Regions from separate parts of the Mus musculus genome. Here regions 2, 3, 4 and 5 are each linked to region 1. Evidence: chromatin contacts called from public Hi-C, HiChIP or PLAC-seq and promoter capture Hi-C data. All regions are on one chromosome and are shown on one strand. Each heading gives the region's core, a stretch centred on a gene start, on an enhancer-like site or on the middle of the called end of the contact. The rest is flanking DNA. Distances are from core to core; before and after follow the strand shown. Region 1 holds the start of Zc3h12a (zinc finger CCCH type containing 12A). Region 2 holds the start of Ago1 (argonaute RISC catalytic subunit 1). Region 3 holds the start of Map7d1 (MAP7 domain containing 1). Region 4 holds the start of Thrap3 (thyroid hormone receptor associated protein 3). Region 5 holds the start of Sh3d21 (SH3 domain containing 21).

Region 1 (3,329 bases), core at 363-2,862:
CTGGCCCACGGGTTAATCCCTTATACTGTCCTGCCTCATGCCGTAGGCAAGGATAGACCATGGCACAAGGTACACTCCAGGCAAAGAAGGCTGGGTTTGAATCTTTGCTTCTCATTTATCAAGAAGTGTGACTCTTGGCAAGGATTTGAGCTGTTTTCCTTCTTATAGCATTGGAGAAACAGCCCTGAGGAAGTCTTTAAGGCTTAAGGGGTTCCTTCTGGCACATGGTGGGATCTCACAGACAGCTTTTGTGTTCCTTCACCAGTCCAAGAGAAAAGCCAAGCCCCCTTCCCAAAGGAAGAGCTACAGACACTATTCCACAGGTCTCCACACATACCTCATGGCCACATTGCTTCCGTCGATGACCACAGGTCTCAGGTCGCTGCCCTCTCTGTCCTCCTCTGGGAGTGAGGGTTCTAGAGTGGAAGGCTTGGGGGTGCTTCCACCCCGGGGCACCAGAGGGGGCTGGGGGCTGGGGGCCGTCAGGGCCTGGCATTCTCGTTCAGTAGCTGAGCCATGCTTCACCAATTCCCCTAGCACCGTGTTGGTGTCTGCTTGGACTCCCAGCTTCTGCAGGACACTGTGGATCTCAGAGGACGAGTACCCCAGTTTACGGAAAAAGTCCACCTTCATCTGCAGCTCGGAAGTAGGGGCCTCTTTAGCCACAGGATCCTGGTCTGGCTGAGGTCGACCCTGGCTGCTGTGTCTGTCCTCAAGACTCCACAGACTCATGGTGGGGTTGGATTCTTGGACAGGCTTCGTTCCACAAGGGTCACTCATATTTCACATTCTTGGAATGTGTCCATCACAGCTCCTATTGACCAGACCACAGGGTTAAGGGCAAGCAATGCCCAATATAGGTCTCTTTCAGACTCTCTTCCACAGAATGGGGCAACACGAACTGAGAAGACGCTATTCAAAGCCATTCTCACGTGTCAGCCCACGCTGTGCTCTCAAAGAGCTCTCAGCATTAGTTATTTTTACAAGAGGGAGACCGAGGCACAGGCAGTAAGCGTTTACTCAAGATCATCAACTCAAAGTTTGTGATACAAACATTTGAACTTGGTCTGACTCCACCCCCAAACCCCGTTCTGTTCCATGCCAACCCAAGGGACCCAAGAGGCAGGGGCGGGGCTCTCAGAAGGAAACTGGGGCTGGAAGTGCGCAGGGGACCCAGGGGCTTCCCCATTGTGGCCACCGCCTTCGTCTCCGAGTCTCATACTTCGGCTCAGGGACAGAGTTCTATTCTGGGAAGGACAAGTTTCCGGGGTGACCCACGGAGAGAAAAGTTGCTGGGCGACTCTGGTTGGCTACCGGGCCCGGTGACGCGAGGAGGTCCTGGCTAGAGCCCGGAGAACGCCGGGTGCCCCAAGACACCCCGTTCCACGCACCAGGGTGAACTCAGCGGGGTCCCAGCGATGGAGACACTGCCCGCGCGCGACCCTCCCGGAGTCAGACCCAACGCAGCGCAGCACCCGTTCCACCCGGTAGCACTCACCCCGCTGAGCGCCGGACGTCGTCTGTAAGGTGTCCATGGAGCCGAGTCTCGGGCTCTGACGGCACCTTCGTAGCCGCGACAGGCGGGCAGGTGCTTTAAGGGCAATGACGCGGAAGCCGGGCAGGGCCGCCGCCCCTTCCTGCTCCGCCTCCCTCCTGCCCCGCCCCACGGTAGGTCGGAGCCGGCTCCGCCCCGTTTCTGAACAAGTCCCGCCCCAGCATCTCTAGCCACGCCCCTGGCCACACGAAGTCTGGGCGGCTCCAGGCTTGTACCACCCGACTGCTTAACGCCGGCTCTGCAGAAGCAGGTTCCGTGCACCATGCAAAACCGGAATAGAACGGCCTCGCAGGTTCACTTCAACAACTTGACACGTCCACCGGCTTGGTCCAGGTTTCTAGTTGCACAAGTTGAGGCCACAGCCGGCAGAGATCCGGCCACTCCAGTTCAGTCACATAGGTTGTGAACTGAAGCCTGTTCAGCGATAGAGTCACACTCAGGACCAGGGACACTTTTCTTGAAGTAAATACCTTCCCAAGACAGGAGGGCTCCACCACCACAAGTTGCATAGTGGTGGAGGAAATGCCAGGAAAAGGAGGGACATTGACACCAATCGCCATGGGAGAGTCCGTGAAGAATGCTATCAAGCAGACTGCAAAAACTCATCTTGTCCCTTATCCTCAAGAGGTCAAGATCCCTCAGTCGAGCACAGCCCTGTACATTATCATCCTGGGGCTTAGATATTGGACAGATCCTTGTGCTCAGGGACCTTCTGTTTTCTTTGGCTTTTGTTGTTCTTTCTGACACAAGGTCAAGCTATGTAACCCATGCCGGCCTCAAACAGCCCAGTGGCCCCATCCATCAGGATCCTGTGTGCTGAGGTTATAGGTGTGAGTTATCATGCTTGCTCCATTTACCTCTGAGAAATGCAGGAAAAAGCTGAAGGGCCTCAGCCATGTAGATCAAGATAGGAGGTCCCAGCTGGGTGTGGTGGCGCACACCTTTAATCCCAGCACTTGGGAGGCAGAGGCAGGAGGATTTCTGAGTTCAAGGCCAGTCTGGTCTACAGAGTGAGTTCCAGGACAGCCAGGGCTACACAGAGAAACCCTGTCTTGGAAAAAAAAAATAGGAGCTCCCACTCTGTAGCACCAGGGACCACTATGAGCATTCTGGGGGACACTAGTGACTCAGGGCAGAGGGAAGGGAGCCTGGCTGTCAGTGTGCCTGCATGCATGCACGAATGCATGTGTGTGTGCTAGAGAAGAGAGAGGTGCCCAGGAGAGGGAGAAAGGGAACCCAGGACCTGCACACAGGAAGACAAAGTCTATTATGTCACCAGCATGCTTGCATATAGGGAAACTGAGGCTCAGGAAGCCAAAACACTCAAAAGTAAGAATTAATTACTGTGTGTCAATACTTCAGTCATATCTCACCTGTCTAAGCAAATGCAGTTGTCTTCTAAGGACATTGGCTGTTTTAATAAAATGGTTTTATAGTAAAAGATACCACCAACATAGCTACATACATTCAGTCTAAAAAGAGATAACAATAATTTTTATTGACTTTATTTAGTTTTTAATTACCGTATTGATGTGCATGGGAATTTTGTATGCATGCCTGGTGCCCCAGGAGGCCACAAGGGGCTTAGGACCCCTGGAACTGGAGTTACAGATGGTTGTGAGCTTCAACATGGGTGTCGGAAATCAAACCAGGATCCTCTGGAAGAGTGGCCAGTGATCTTAAACACTGAGTTCTCTCTTCAGCTCCCAACAATAATTTTTAAAGCTGCATCTCTGTTATCTTTTGCAGGTTTGTTTGTTTGTTTGTTTGTTTG
Region 2 (3,329 bases), core at 591-3,090, 1.3 Mb after region 1:
CCTGTAACAAACAAGCCCCCTTTCTTCATCACCCCAGAACCCATCAGACACTCGTCAGGATAAAACCATTAGCAATTCAGGACATAAGCTTTCGTCAGTCTGTCTGGACGTGGGTCCTACTCTATAGTCCCCGGGTTTGTTGGTAGTAGTTTCCAACCTAGAAAATAAGGATTTACACTCTACCTAACAAGGCTATCTGTGTTTGGGAAAATACAATCAGTACACATTACAGATCAGTTCCTCCTTGTGTGTGTGTGTGTGTGTATCCTCTAAATAGGAAAAGTAAGTTAGAGCTATTATCAGGTCAATGCTGCCCCACCCCCAACATCTTGCTTCTTTTTTCTTCTCTCTCTCCCTCTTCTCTCCCCTCTTTGGTTTTCTTTTTGTTGTTGTTGTTTTTGTTTGTTTGTTTGTTTGTTTTTTGGAGACACTGTCCTGGGACTCGCTCTGTAGACAAGGCTGACCTTGAATTCATTCATCTGCCTGCCTCTGCCTCCCCAGCGCTGGGATTAAAGGCGTGCGCCACCAGTGTGTCTGCCTAACAACTTGTTTCTATCAGGCAGACAAGCTTGGCAGCTTTGAGTCTAATGACATGCTCCTGACGTGGGAAAAGATCCACTAGGAAACAGGAGGCACAGGTATATAGAGAGATTATATTGTGATATAGAGTCAATTCATGGAAAAGGAGGGCACTATCTTCAGATTAAAAGCTCCCATCTCTTCTCAGGAGTGGTCTAGAAACTTGAAAAACATGTGGGCCTAGTTTCTCAGTGACCAACACTTTCCTAAGGCCTATCTTCTGAGAGAAGTAGCTCATAAAGCAAGGCTTTGGTCCCCGTCCATCCTCATGCAGCAGAAAATGCACTCTGGCAGTTGACCTCGACCCTTTCTTTGACAAACTGCTACTCCGGGGTTTAAGGACCAAGTGTCAGAGACCGCCCCCCACCCTTCCCCCAAGACAGAAGGCAATTCCCATTTGTACTACGCAAACAGAATCTGCGAGACTGCACACTCCTCCTAAACCCAGGGGCACAGGAGGGATACTCCAACAGCCACGCCCCCACCACATAGGGCAGCCCTTCAGGCTGGTACCTCCGCGCATGCTCCCGCGCCACCACTCAAGTCCCCAATCTAAGGGGGGAAATCCCTGGTCTAAATCCCCACCCACCGCCCCCTGACCCTCACCCCCGCTTCAGGCCCAGCTGGGCGGAGCTCAGAGGCCAGCCCCGGCGCCTACTCCCCAGAGACATTAGCTTAGCCCAGCCCAGCACGGCCGAGCCCCCGCCCCCCGACAGGCGGTAGTTCCAGGCCCATCTGTGTCGCCCCCCTCCTCTCCAGGACACCTGGAGCCCGCCCCCCTGCCACCTGCCGGGCCTCCCCATAGGCCTCCCCAGACCTCACGGAAGGACACCGTGCATTCAGGCCCTTCTCCCAGGTTACTTCTCACCCTCGGGACAGTATACTGCTTCCTAGGACAAACAGCCCGGGTCTCAGATCTTCACATGGTTCTCAGCCGGAACTGCATACAACCCCCTTCAAAATGGGCCCCCCATCCCCTGAGAGCCCCTCTCCTCACTCTGCAACCATGCTCTATGCCGCGAGAGCCTATAGGGCTTTGGAATACACACTGCTCCCAGTCCCCGAGGGCCCTTACCTGCTCCCGAGGGTCCCGCTTCCATCCCATATACCCGTGCGGAGGACAGGCGGCCGGGAGACTGAGGAGTCCAGCGTGAGGGGCCTAGGTACCTCGCACTTGCACTGCTCGGGCTCCCGGGCCGGGCTCGGCTCCCCCCCGAAGCCCGGCCGCTCGCGCTGTCGCCCCCGCAGCCTCCGTTGCCGCCGCCGCGGAGCCTGCAGCAGCTCCCCCTGCTAGCGCCCGAGTAGCTGCCAGTGCGCAGGCGCGACCGATGGGCCCATGGGGCGGACGGGAACGAGTCAAGCGGGGCGCTCGACGGCAACAAAGGCCAATGGAGAGGGGCGGGGGCGCGGGGACCGTGCAGCGGCCTCTGGCGGCCACTCGTAGCCGTGCAGCCTGGCGGGAGGGCTCCAGTGGCGGAGCCGCGCAGTGGCGTAAGAGGGGAGGGGCTGGGCGACACCCCTTCCCCGGCTGCAGCCTGGGGCCCTGTCTTTTCCCTAAACAGATCTCTGGAAACCTATCCACAGCCCCGCTATCAACACAGAGCCTGGCTCCCACCCATTCCCCGACCCTCTCCCCCTCCAACACCCAATCACTCAAAGGCCCTGCCTCCCACCTCTCCCAATCACCCTCACCCTTAAGTCTTGACTGCCTCTGCTAAGTCAGTCTTTCTGTGTCCCTAGTCGCTGATCTCATTAATGCCACCCACCCTTCCAGGCTGCGTGCCTGGCGCTGAGACCACAAATGTGTTAGAAACCTTGCCTATTCTGGCCGGTGTAACAGTTTTGACACTGACAGAGCTCTCTATCTGCAGGAAGCACCTGCCTCCACTTTTTCGTCTGCAGAACGTTTGCTCCTACCAAATCTCTTAATGACGTTTTGTGTCAAACCCCAAAGGCTAATTTCCTATTATTTCCCTGCAGCATCTGAAACTATATCTCTTCTTAAAAATTAAAAAAAAAAAAGACTTTCCTTGGCTTTCACATTTTCTTAAGTCTCCTAATGTCTGTCCTGAAGAGCTTTCTTCAGTGGCTCCTCTTGTTTTGTTCACTGTAGTGACCTGAATTTTATATTCTACTCTCCCCTTGCCTCTTCACAGCTTCATCCACTTTTAATGCCCAAATATCTATACGTTACCATGTTGCAGCTTCATATTTCCTACTGTCTGCTGGACAGCTCCAGCTGGATCTAACAATTCAAACTTAAGTCCAAACCTAACCCTTTCTTTTTCCCCTACAAAATACATATATTTGTCCTGTCTCAGTGAACTGCATCTCCATGCCAAAAATATCAGCTCCTGTCTCCCTTGTCTATTTGCTATATTCAACTGTGTCTTGACATGCTTACCTTATGAAGTGCTCTCAAAGCATTCCCTGTCATTCTCATAGTCTCTAGTGTGGGTACCCTTTTCTTACCTTGCCAGAAGCACCACAGCTAATTCCTTGATCGTCTCACATAACCTTCTCATTTGGTCTGCTGCACTGATGGGGTAATTACAGAGAGACCCAGCTCAAACGTAACTTACACACACACACACACACACACACACACACAAACGCACGCACACACACACACACACACACATTTTTTTGAGACAGGGTCTCACTATGTGCTCTTGGCTGGCCTGAGACTTGTTATATAGATCAGGTTAGCCTTCAAATCACAGTATTCAGTTTCTTCTGCCTCCCAGGTG
Region 3 (3,329 bases), core at 372-2,871, 1.1 Mb after region 1:
TCTCCACCTACATGTCATAGATCCCCACCAAGCACCACGAAGACACAGGGAGGAGCCCACCCACAGCCAAGCAGCCCCCACCTCATCCTGGGTGCTCTCCACCCCTATAGATGCTCTCAATCCGGGGCTCCACACCCCAGGGGGCAGGGAGGTGACAGGATTAGGCTGGGAACTCTCTGGAAATGTGGGGATGACTGTGTGAGTGGATCAGGACTTGGGTCCTCAGTAATCAAGCTTTTCCCTCCCCTTCCAGGAAGAAAGAGTCCTCCCTCCAACACGGGGCCCAACCAGAATTCTGTCCCCACCCCCTCGTCAGCTGCTCCCAGATAGAATGGGGTTTGCAGAAGTCCAGAACACTGGTGGTTGGTGGGGTGAGGGGTGGAAAGGAGAGCTTTGGTGGTCTAGGGCATTGAGACTCTGTGTGTGTGTGTGTGTGTGTGTGTGTGTGTAAAGCATCCAAAAACCCTCAGTCTGAGGGAATGATGTGGCATGTAGGGAGTGCCATCCTTGAGCGGTCACCTCATTCTACAGAGTCCGGCCCAAAGAAGTGACGTGGTGCCGGCAGACCTCTGTCACTCCTGTCCCAAATCAGACTGGGTGGGCTCTGAAGTAGGCCTGGCTTTTGGGAAGGCGGCCCACTCCCCAGCTCCCACCCGCGCCCCAAACAATACCGCCTCCCCCTCCCCCTCGCCTTTATCCGGCGGGTTACTTGGCAGCCACCGCTAAAGACCTCCCCCTCGTCTCCCTCCCCTCCTGGTCGGCCCACAACAGCAACAGGCCCTTTGCGCGGCAGCTGGACGGATGGGGTGGGGGCGAGGTCTGGGCCAGGGCCTGGGCGTGGGGGTACGAGGGCCTAGCTTCGGTATGCATAGTTCCAGACCTGAGAATCTGGTACCCTAACACACATATTAAGACTAAGGTCACACGTGCCCGCGGAGGATGGAGAAGACAGTAGCTCCAGCTCAGTAAAAGAGGATCTTCAGAGTCTGGGGTGGATCTCGAAGGAGAGTGGGGGTGGGGACGAGAGGATAGCACCAGGCTGCGGCAGAAGGGTCACCCCATCGAATCCCTAGCCGGGTTCCCACGGATCCCGATGCCCCGTGCTTCCCGGCGCGGAGGTTGGGGGGAGGAGGCAGCTGTCAGAAGATGCGTCCGTGGCCCGGAGCCTCGGCAGCGGCCACAGCCTTTATTTTTAAACTTCTAAGTGGTCAGAGGGCGCGGGGGGGAGGGGTCCCCGCCCAGCCGCCAGCCTCATCCTCGGCCGCCCTGCGGCTACTCGGTCCCCCTCCGGGCTCGCTCTTGTGTGGCTCCCGGCTTACCTGCGGGTGCGCCCGGGCCGGGCTCCACACGCGGGCCACTCTCCATGGCTGCGGCGTCACTGGAGGTTTTGGGGGAGGGTCTCAGCCGCGACGGCGGCGACGGCCGGAGGCCAGGACCAGGGTCCCGCGGCGCATCCCGCCCGGCCCGCCCAGCGGGCAAAGACCCAGAGGCGGCGGCGTTCCGAGTGGGAGAGGTAGAGGCCGGTGGCTAACGAAGCTCTGAGTAGCCAGCTACCCGAGGTCGGTCCTCCGCGACCGCGATTCTGCTCCTTTGCCCCGCGCCGGCCCAGTCCTGGTCGCGGCCCAACCCTATTGTACCGCCCGGGCTGGGCCTGGCCTCTCCGAATGTACCAAGTGCGCGGGGGATGACCGCCCCCGCAGTGATGGAGTACGGAGCCACCACGGGCACAACCAGAGGGCTCCGACACCGCCCTGCGATGCAGCTCCCGGAACTTCACGATGCTCCTTCTGTGGTCGCCGCAGGGCGGACGCCGAGCTGGGGGCACGCTGCTGGCCACACTGACTCCCCCTGCGGCCGCGCGTTGGTACGTGCCGCGCGCCTGAAGACTATGTAGGGAGCTCTCGGGTGACTCACCGGCCGCTGGGACTAGGGGAGTGGGGTGCTGGGTTAGGATCCCCTATTCTCTCTCTGGATGCTGGAGGCTCTAGCGTGCAGTCTAAATTCTCTCCCAAGCCTGCCTCAGACAAAAATCTTTATTGGGGGGGGGGCGTTGCAACGCCTGAAGAACGGTCTCATGGAGACTCCTAAAAGGGCTATCCTTTCTCTTTTCTGGTGATGGCTGCGAAGGCGCTTTTCCTCTTGCACCCTAGGGTTGGTGTCTTCTCTGTTTCTCTGGGAGTAATTACAACCCTGTAAGGCGCTTTACTCAGGTCTCTAATCTGCTGGGGCCCTCCCTGATCCAAACTGGGTGGTCCTAGCCTAGAGCCTCCCCTACCTTCATCAGAAGACCCCCATCCCCCGCCCCCACATCTCTCCAGAAGGATTTTTCTTTCCTACGGCTCGTCGCGATAAAGAGTAGTAAGCCTCACTTCACCCTCCTCCCCGAAAATACTCGGGGCTCTGGAGTGGGCTCTCCTATCTCCTGTTTCAATGCCCGCCCGCTGAGGTGAGGGCTTCGAGCCAAGTCGGGCTTGGCTTCGGACAGGGTGCAGGGAGCTTGCTGGGAAGGTGGATCGATAGTAGAGGTACTGGTGCAGAGAGGACCAGACTGGAGGGAGGAAGGAGGGGCCGCTGGGCTCTGCCTATCCTAGCCCTGCTCTTTGTCCTGACCTGGAGGTCATTTCTCTAGTTGTCCACAGATTAGGGCCAGGGAGGCACTGTCTCCCTGTCTCTCCTTCCCCTTCCTAACCACTGGACCCTCCTTCCTTAGAGCACCTCCACAGAACAGTCATTCCAAGGGAGAGGGCAGGGAGTACGATTCAGGGAAAGGGAGAAGTTTCAGGCAACCTAGCAGCAGTTTCTATCCCAGTAGTAAGTAACTGGCGCTTTGAACCCTGGGGGGAGGGGGGAGGGAAGATTCGCCCGAGGTGGAGGCTGAGTGACTTTAGAAAAGGATGGTGCTAAAGGCCAGCAACGAGAGTGACACGTCTCCTGAAACTCTAAAGTTGATAAACAGCAGTAGTGATGTGGGGGTGCAGTGCAGCCCACAGTGGCTGCCTAGCGTGCACTAAGCCCTGGGCTCGGATTTCCAGCACTACATCAAGCAGGCGTGATGGCACAGGCGTGATGGCACAGGCCGGCAATCTCGGCACTTGGAAGGTGGAGGCTGGAGGATCAGACTTTCAAGACAGGCTTCAGGGGGAAAAACAGCTTGGTGGGTAAAGGTGCTTTCAGCCAAACCTGATGATCTGAGTTGGATTCCTGGGACCCACATGGTAGAAGAGAACGAATTTCTGCAAGTTGCTCTCTGATCTCTGCACTCCTATGTAGAATTAAGAATGTACTTCATCCCGGGAGGCAGGTTTCTGAGTTCAAGGCTAATCTGGTCT
Region 4 (3,329 bases), core at 594-3,093, 1.1 Mb after region 1:
CACCCAGCCATCCAGACATGTAGTAACCTTCAACCAGTTCTTTTTACAAAATGTAATCAAACCAGAGTGGTGGGCTCACCTTTGCGAGGCAGTGGGAGGCTGGAATCTTGGGTCAACCAGAGATACACAGTAAGACCCTGTCTTCAAAAAACAAAACAACACACACAAAAACAAGTTGGGTGTAGGGGCAAAAGCCGCTCTAAGGTAGAGGTAGGAGGCTCAAGAGTTCAAGGCCAGTATCAGCTACATACAGAGTTCAGAGGCCAGCCTGGACCTTGTCTTAGGCAAAACAAAAATTAAAAAAAAAAAAAAAAAAAAAAGCAATCATGCCAAAATAGCTGCATTTGCGCAGGGGCCATTGCTAATCTTCTCTGTATCGTTCCAATTTTAGTATGTGTGCTGCCAAAGCAAGCTCGCTGCATTACTTTTTGATTCACTAAGTACTAATATTAATTCAAGATACACATCTGCAAATTAACTAAAAACTACAAAGACCAACTTTTCTCCACAAGTTTCAAGGCACCAGCCGTCTTTAACATTTATACAGAATAATATATACACCTAAGCTGTCTAAATAATAGGATTGACTACACACGGACAGTATTTCCACAAACAAAACTAGGAAAGATCTGAAAAAAGACAGTTGGATACATGCCTTTCGACTTAGGACCCACAATCGAAAACTCCCATACCCGGTAACAAGGGGTTAACCGTCAGTGAATTTCGTTGAATATTTACACTAAAGGTAGCCAGGGTTGTGCACTGCCATTTTAGAAAAAGAAAAAAAAAAACAAAAAAACTTAAGTACGTTAAAGTAAAAACTGAAATTTAAACGCAAAAGCTGATAAAGCCGTCTTTCTTGGCTCTGTCCTATAACGTCCTTGCCATATTGTTTCTATCCAATTAGCAAGCTCCTCGTTAACATAGGACTCTCACCGATGGCTTCCAACTTCTGGGCCACCAATGTTGCCGCCAACTACCGCCGCCACGCTCCACCCATTAAGAATCACAAGAGCAAAGAAAATAAGAGAAAAGTTGTTTAAGTGTGGGACACAACTGCTTCTCACCAGCAGGGCACACGCCAATCACCGAAGGAACGCAAGTCGGCCTCACTTGCAACCAAAGGAAGAAAGTGGGAACTATTTTTCCGATAGGAAATAAACTTGGAATAGGCCTCTTTTGGCCAAGAGAGGAAGAAAACAAAACAAAAGAACAAACAAGTTTAAAAAAAAAACAAACACAGAAGAAGTACTAACATTTAGTGTGCTAGCAGCCACATGGGCCCTAGAAGACAGAACCAGGCCAATGGAGACTGGTGGGGGAAGGGCGTGCAAGAGTTCCCGGAAAAAAAAAATTCAAATAACGAGGTTCGTAAAACAGGATTTGGGGGGCGGGGGGGAGATGGAGTTGGTGGAAGCCGTCGTTCCCGCACAGTGCACAGAAGTGTGCAAGCTGTTTCAGAGAGAAGGCGGCCGGAGCCCGGAGAACTAGGCCGGAGCGGAGGGAAGCGGAGAAGGGCGGGGAGGGGGAGGAGCCGATGGAGCAGGGCCCGCTCGGAGCAGGCCCGGGCCGAGCGTGGAGGAAGCCGCCGCACGCTAGGCCTAACCCTCGCCGGGGCCCAGCCGGCGCCCAGAAAAGAGGAAAACCCCAACACACAGAGATTAGCTGAGCTGTCCTCACTCCCATCAACTGCGTCCACTCACCTTGACCGGCCGGAGCGACTACAGCTGCAATCTCGCAACGGCACAACCGGCCCGAAGCTCGCCCCCGCCCGCTAGCGCGCCCCGCGTCCCCGCTCTCCGACGACGGCGGCTACCGCCTCGCTCCGCTACCTCCTGGGAAATGTAGTCCTAGGTTTCTCTCTCCTGACTCACCGGACGTCCTCTCGAACTCTATTTCCCACAAGGCAGAGCGAGCGTTGGGCCCGCCGCTTTGCGTCACGCGCCCGAAGATCGGCGGTCACGTGGGCGACTGCGTTGCGCCTCCGTTCCCCCCTCCCCCCGCTCCCGCCTGGGTGGCCTGAGGAAGAGGGAGGGAGGTGGACGGAAGGGGCCCGGGCGTTGCTGACGCCACTGCCCCCACCATTTTGGAGAGGCCTCTCCGGGGGACTGAGGGAGGGCCCGAGCCCCACCCACTCGTCTTCTGCTTACGTCCCCGGAAAGTCTCTAGTTTGGTGGCCATCAGGCCTCTTGGCATTCGTTCTGTGCCTTACCCTTCCCCTGCTTTCTGACCTTGAACAGATCGTTGTATAAAGTGAGGCTCATAATTTGTACCTCACAGAGTTGTTGGGAGGTCCCCGACAAAGGAAGGCACTTGATCACCCGGAACCCAGAAAACGCAACGCAAAATGGAGAAGAGTTGTTTTGATAGTGTGATCTCAGGGGACCCAGAAGTCCGTTGGATCTCGGTCTCTCCTACAGCCACCTCCTGTCCCATTTAATGGCAATAAGAGCCCAAAGAGGTTTTTAGTTTGGGGATTTTTTTCATGGGGAGCGGGGATTCTAGACAGGGTTCTCGGTATACTGAAATACTCTAGGTAGAGCAGGCTGGCCTCAAACTTGGCCCAGAGAAGTTTTTTAAGAACATGGGCCCAGGAAGTATATTAGTACCTGTGGAACCACAAATGTCCTGGAAAGTGAAACCCTGGGATTTGTGTTTTCTCCTTGGTTTTTGTTTTTTGTTTTTTTTTGTTTTTTGTTAACTTTAATTTTTAGAACAGAATCTCCCGTTGTATGCCAAGCTGTCCTGGAAATCACCGGGTAGCACAGGCCGTCCCCTAAACTCAAGGCAGCCTTTTCGTCTCAGCCTCATTCATGACTGCTGAGCTTACAGATGTTAAGTCACTACGAGGCTGTTTCTCACATGGTCACTAAGGTTTTTTAGAGCAGTTTGGTTTTCTCTGCACTTGCTTGCCTTAGTGAATCCTGCACATGTAAGCGTTCAAACGTCACCTTTTCTGTCATGCATTTACGAGCTACTGTACTGCTGTAGCTATTGAAACTGTTCCTGTTCAGATGGAAGGAAGGGTATCCAGGGATTCGGAAGGCCCAGGAACCGCTACGCTCTGAGAGGAAGCCTCTTCAGCAGAGGCATTGCAGCTCGGGAGCCTCAGCCCTGATCTTTCTTCTCTTCTTCTCTTCATGGCTTCTTTTCTTCTTAGCTTCTTCCAATGAGAAAGCCATACCAGGCAGCAAATCTCATAAAGCAGATTTATTGGGAGGGTTTGGGGTACAGAACAAAGACTCGAAGAGTAGTGGCTGTTTCTGCTCCTGGCAAGTGAACGAAGGACAGGGGTTATATATATAGGATTTATTCGGAGGCGGGGCTTT
Region 5 (3,329 bases), core at 563-3,062, 1.0 Mb after region 1:
CAGAACTTTCACCAGGTCCCCCTTCTGCAGTGCCAGCTCATCTGGGGCCTCGGGTTGGTAGTCAAATAGGACCCTGCAGGTCTCAGGGCAGGAGACTAAAAGAAGGTCACTCTAGTGTGTAGCCCTTCCCTCCGCAGCCAGTGACTCCCTCCAACAACCTAGCCAGTTCACCTCCCACATAGATCTGGTACCGAGGGAGGGCTCACCTGTCCGCAGGTAGTCTGGAGGGCTGTCATATGTCAAGTTGCTCAACTATTGGGGGCAGAGAAAGGGGGGAATGAGACAAGTGTCAAGCCATTTTAAGAATTCGCTGGGAGTTGGAGATTTAGCTCAGTGGTAGAGCGCTTGCCTAGCAAGCCCAAGGCCCTGGGTTCAATCCTCAGCTCTGGGGGCAGGGGGGAAAGAATTCGCTGGCTGTGCCCACCATGACCCAATTTACCTTAGGAGGCCTCTGTGAATTTGGGGTAATTGGCGGTATGTCTGTATTTCCAAGGCCTGCAGAAGAAGAATCGATGGTGTTAGGGAGGTGCTAATTTAGCTAGGTCAAGGGAGGGGGCCAAAGGGGTCACGAGGTCAGGAGGGTCACTGGGAAGATCGCTGAAGATTGCTGAGTCTGGTCCCAGGGGATCACAGGGTCACGGTCTCACTTGGGGGCCCACTGTCCAGCAATTCCACAAAGTTGGATGGGAAGGCTCCCAACTGCCCGTTCTTCTCTCCCAGCCACCAGCCGTCCTCAATCTGGGGAAGGGGAAGGATGCGGGAGCATCTGGTTCTGTCCAAGAGTAACTGAGGTGTCCATCCTTGGTTCTACCCAAGGACTACATCCTCCCCAGCTGCCTCCCTTCCCATCGCCCCCACCCTTACTTCACTTTCTTCTGTGTGAATAGCTGCAGCATCTCCCCAAGTGCCCCCAGGACCCCTCACCTCCTTTATCACTTCCAAAATCTCCCCAGTTTGAAGCGTCAGCTCGTCTGCCTGCTCTGGGCTGTAGTTGAAGTTCACTCTGCACCATCTTTGGGGGTCCCGAGAGTTGATGGGGTGACCTAGGCCAGACAAGCAGGGAAGCAGCTCTGAGCAGGGAGCCCCGTCTGCAGCACTGGGGAAGAGTTGGACCCCAGAACTCCCTTTAGTAGCTTCAGGCCCCGCCCTCGAGCGGAGCATTGTACTTCAAGCCAATCAGGGGGCTGCAAAATAGCCGCGGGTGCCCCACCCACAGCCGTCATGTTCCACGCGGGCAGTGAGGCCCCACCCGCCGGCCCAGCGCCCGACTCACGGCGACTACGGCGCGGAAAGCGCGGTCTGGACTCGGTGACGCCCCGCAGGGCCTCCGGAATCTCCTGGGAAAATCACATAGGGGCGGCACTAGGCACAAGGCCCGAGGCTGAGGCCAGGGCCGCTCCTGCTCCCCCGCGCAGCCATACCCGTACCAGGCCTCACCTGCACCAGGCGCTTGGGGAAGCGACCGCGGCGGCCCCGCAACTCCCCAAGCAGCCAGCCCCGAGCGGGCCCCGCGCACACCTGCCGGATCACGTCCCCCGGAGCCAGACTCAGCTCGTCCTCCGTCTGCGCTCGGTATCTGGCCAGGACCAGGACCTCTACGGGCGGAAGCGAGCTAAGAAAGGCTGTGGGGACGTCCGTGGACTTTGCCCTTCGGAAAGTGTTTAGAAGAACCCACCCCGAACCCCCACACACATACCCATGACTTCTGGGGCTCCCTGCGCAGCCTGACCGTCAGGCTGGGCATTGGGTGCTCGGAGGGCGGGCGAAGCCGCCAGGCGGTAGACTGGATGTGGATGAGGCGGAGACTCGAGTCATAGGTCAGGATCCAGGTAGTAGGAGTGGGCGGCCTGGCTCAGCAGGTTGGGCCCCAATTCTTGAAGGAGGAGTCCAGGGTCTCAGCCCAGGGCTGGGGTAACAGCTTCCCCAAGAGCTCTACTTTAGCCAAGTCTCCCAACCTAGGCCAGACTCTATGTCTTTTATAACATTTCCTGGCCCACCCTCTTCTGGCTTGCAAGTTCTTAGCTGCAGGGGAAGGTGGAAGAGGTACATACCAGGGTGGGGCCATTCCTGGGAAAGTGGCCCCAGATAGAGATACTAGCTCCTGTCTCTGAAAAGCTATGGCGGGTATATTCCAAACTTCAACCCCCCCTGAAGCTTCGACTCACTTGGGGGCCTAGTTGGATTTCTGATAACTACTGCAGATTCTCCTTGGGGAAAGGCAGCAAGAATCAACTTTTAATAAGGGCTGGCAAGAGTCTGAAGGTTAGGGTCCACCCAGTTTACCAGTTGGGCTAGGCTCACCTCTTCCTTGTGGGTTAACATATAAAGGCCGAGCCAGCTCACTGCAGCCTTGACCCCTGCCCCAGCACCAAGGAAGCCAAAGTCCTGACTTCTGGCATGGTAGCTAGGTTTGGTTCTTGGAGGAGTCAAAAACACAGAATGCACAGCCTCCACTGAGAACAAGAAGTCCTTCTTCCCAGAGACGAAAACTATGGTATATTCTATGGGACCTATTAACCCAGGGTCACTCACACAAGCAACAAACACAGTCCGTTTACATCTGCCACTTCATTTATTGTTTTTATTTGCAGGAGGAGTTGAAACAAAAATTTAAGGGTGTTTTTTTGTTCTCCCCTAAACATGAATCATTCAAGTAAAACCAACATAACTATTGAAATTAGCAAAGTAAAGGGAAGTATGCACAACAACCCAAGAGCGAAGGCTGGGGAGGGAGGAGGGTGCAGTCGGCGTCCAACAGATGCGCGCAGGCAGCGGTTCACCTGCTGGGGACCGCTGCCCCGGAAGGCAAGCACAAGGACCCTTTAATGAGGATGCCCCCCAACATCTGAAAATGTTTCAACCCAAAACGTAAGGTTAAAGAGAAAAAAAAAAGGAAAAACCCAAAAACACACAACCCCACAGACCACCCAGCCATAACCACCATCCTTAATCATAGGCGTTTCTTTTCATTTTATAAAAAGATTAATAAAAAATATTGAAAAAATTATTTTCTCATCTTGTATTTGTAAAGATAATAGAATTCAGAAGTTTCTTAGAAAACCGTCCAGAAACTGCCCTCCAGTTTCCACTCCTCTTGCTGAAGACCAGCAGGACTACAAAGGTTGGGACACTGGAGCTGCTGGTGGAGAATGGGAAGCCCAGCCCAGGAGAAATGAGACAGAGCAGGGTGCATGGGGAGGCTGGGAGCAACTCCACGGGATACATGGCTGTGTAGAAAGGGGAACACGAGGTGGTCAGAAAGGCCTTAAACTCCTCCTCAACATACAAAACCGGTTTGTACAAGATCCAAGCAGTTTGGTCCCAAACTG

The links. Promoter capture Hi-C pulls out the DNA fragments that hold promoters and counts their contacts. A called contact is a pair of places that touch in the nucleus more often than the background predicts. HiChIP or PLAC-seq counts read pairs in DNA pulled down with a chosen protein or histone mark.
Region 2: a contact with region 1 is called in a Hi-C map of CD4 T cells, with 5 times the contacts expected there. The contact joins the promoter of Ago1 here to the promoter of Zc3h12a in region 1.
Region 3: an H3K27ac HiChIP or PLAC-seq map of bone marrow-derived dendritic cells shows a contact between it and region 1, with 5 times the contacts expected there. The contact joins the promoter of Map7d1 here to the promoter of Zc3h12a in region 1. A contact is called at or near these places in 8 of 39 promoter capture datasets (the 3T3-L1 cell line, 3T3-L1-derived adipocytes, cranial neural crest and 5 more), 1 of 15 datasets of contacts at CTCF or cohesin (large pre-B cells), 10 of 484 Hi-C or Micro-C datasets (B cells, the Ba/F3 cell line, the N1E-115 cell line and 6 more), 5 of 115 datasets of contacts at active chromatin or transcription factors (the NIH/3T3 cell line, bone marrow-derived dendritic cells, large pre-B cells and 2 more) and 1 of 9 other capture datasets (adipose tissue).
Region 4: a contact with region 1 is called in an H3K27ac HiChIP or PLAC-seq map of bone marrow-derived dendritic cells, with 6 times the contacts expected there. The contact joins the promoter of Thrap3 here to the promoter of Zc3h12a in region 1. A contact is called at or near these places in 2 of 39 promoter capture datasets (hippocampal neurons and pre-B cells), 3 of 484 Hi-C or Micro-C datasets (B cells and CD4 T cells) and 8 of 115 datasets of contacts at active chromatin or transcription factors (the 230-238 cell line, bone marrow-derived dendritic cells, double positive thymocytes and 5 more).
Region 5: a promoter capture Hi-C map of embryonic stem cells shows a contact between it and region 1, with 4 times the contacts expected there. The contact joins the promoter of Sh3d21 here to the promoter of Zc3h12a in region 1. A contact is called at or near these places in 3 of 39 promoter capture datasets (embryonic stem cells, hippocampal neurons and liver), 1 of 484 Hi-C or Micro-C datasets (the G1E-ER4 cell line), 2 of 115 datasets of contacts at active chromatin or transcription factors (large pre-B cells and pancreatic cancer cells) and 2 of 9 other capture datasets (embryonic stem cells and liver).

What each region holds. Positions count from the first base shown.
Region 1 is chr4:125,126,269-125,129,597 of GRCm38.p6, forward strand. Zc3h12a (zinc finger CCCH type containing 12A) reads right to left here and starts at 1,613. Exons shown (of 6, transcript NM_153159.2): 1 at 1,499-1,613; 2 at 338-814. The coding sequence starts at 780.
Region 2 is chr4:126,466,743-126,470,071 of GRCm38.p6, forward strand. It overlaps Ago1 (argonaute RISC catalytic subunit 1), which reads right to left and starts at 1,841. Exons shown (of 19, transcript NM_153403.3): 1 at 1,655-1,841. The coding sequence starts at 1,679.
Region 3 is chr4:126,254,698-126,258,026 of GRCm38.p6, forward strand. Map7d1 (MAP7 domain containing 1) reads right to left here and starts at 1,622. Exons shown (of 18, transcript NM_001347198.1): 1 at 1,320-1,622. The coding sequence starts at 1,365.
Region 4 is chr4:126,200,867-126,204,195 of GRCm38.p6, forward strand. It overlaps Thrap3 (thyroid hormone receptor associated protein 3), which reads right to left and starts at 1,844. Exons shown (of 12, transcript NM_001356455.1): 1 at 1,704-1,844. It overlaps Gm25323 (a small nuclear RNA gene), which reads right to left and starts at 411; the gene lies at 309-411.
Region 5 is chr4:126,161,529-126,164,857 of GRCm38.p6, forward strand. Sh3d21 (SH3 domain containing 21) reads right to left here and starts at 1,813. Exons shown (of 16, transcript NM_001162533.1): 1 at 1,697-1,813; 2 at 1,438-1,595; 3 at 1,274-1,337; 4 at 925-1,043; 5 at 648-738; 6 at 440-495; 7 at 207-252; 8 at 1-95. The coding sequence starts at 1,700. Thrap3 (thyroid hormone receptor associated protein 3) reads right to left here. Exons shown (of 12, transcript NM_001356455.1): 12 at 2,554-3,329.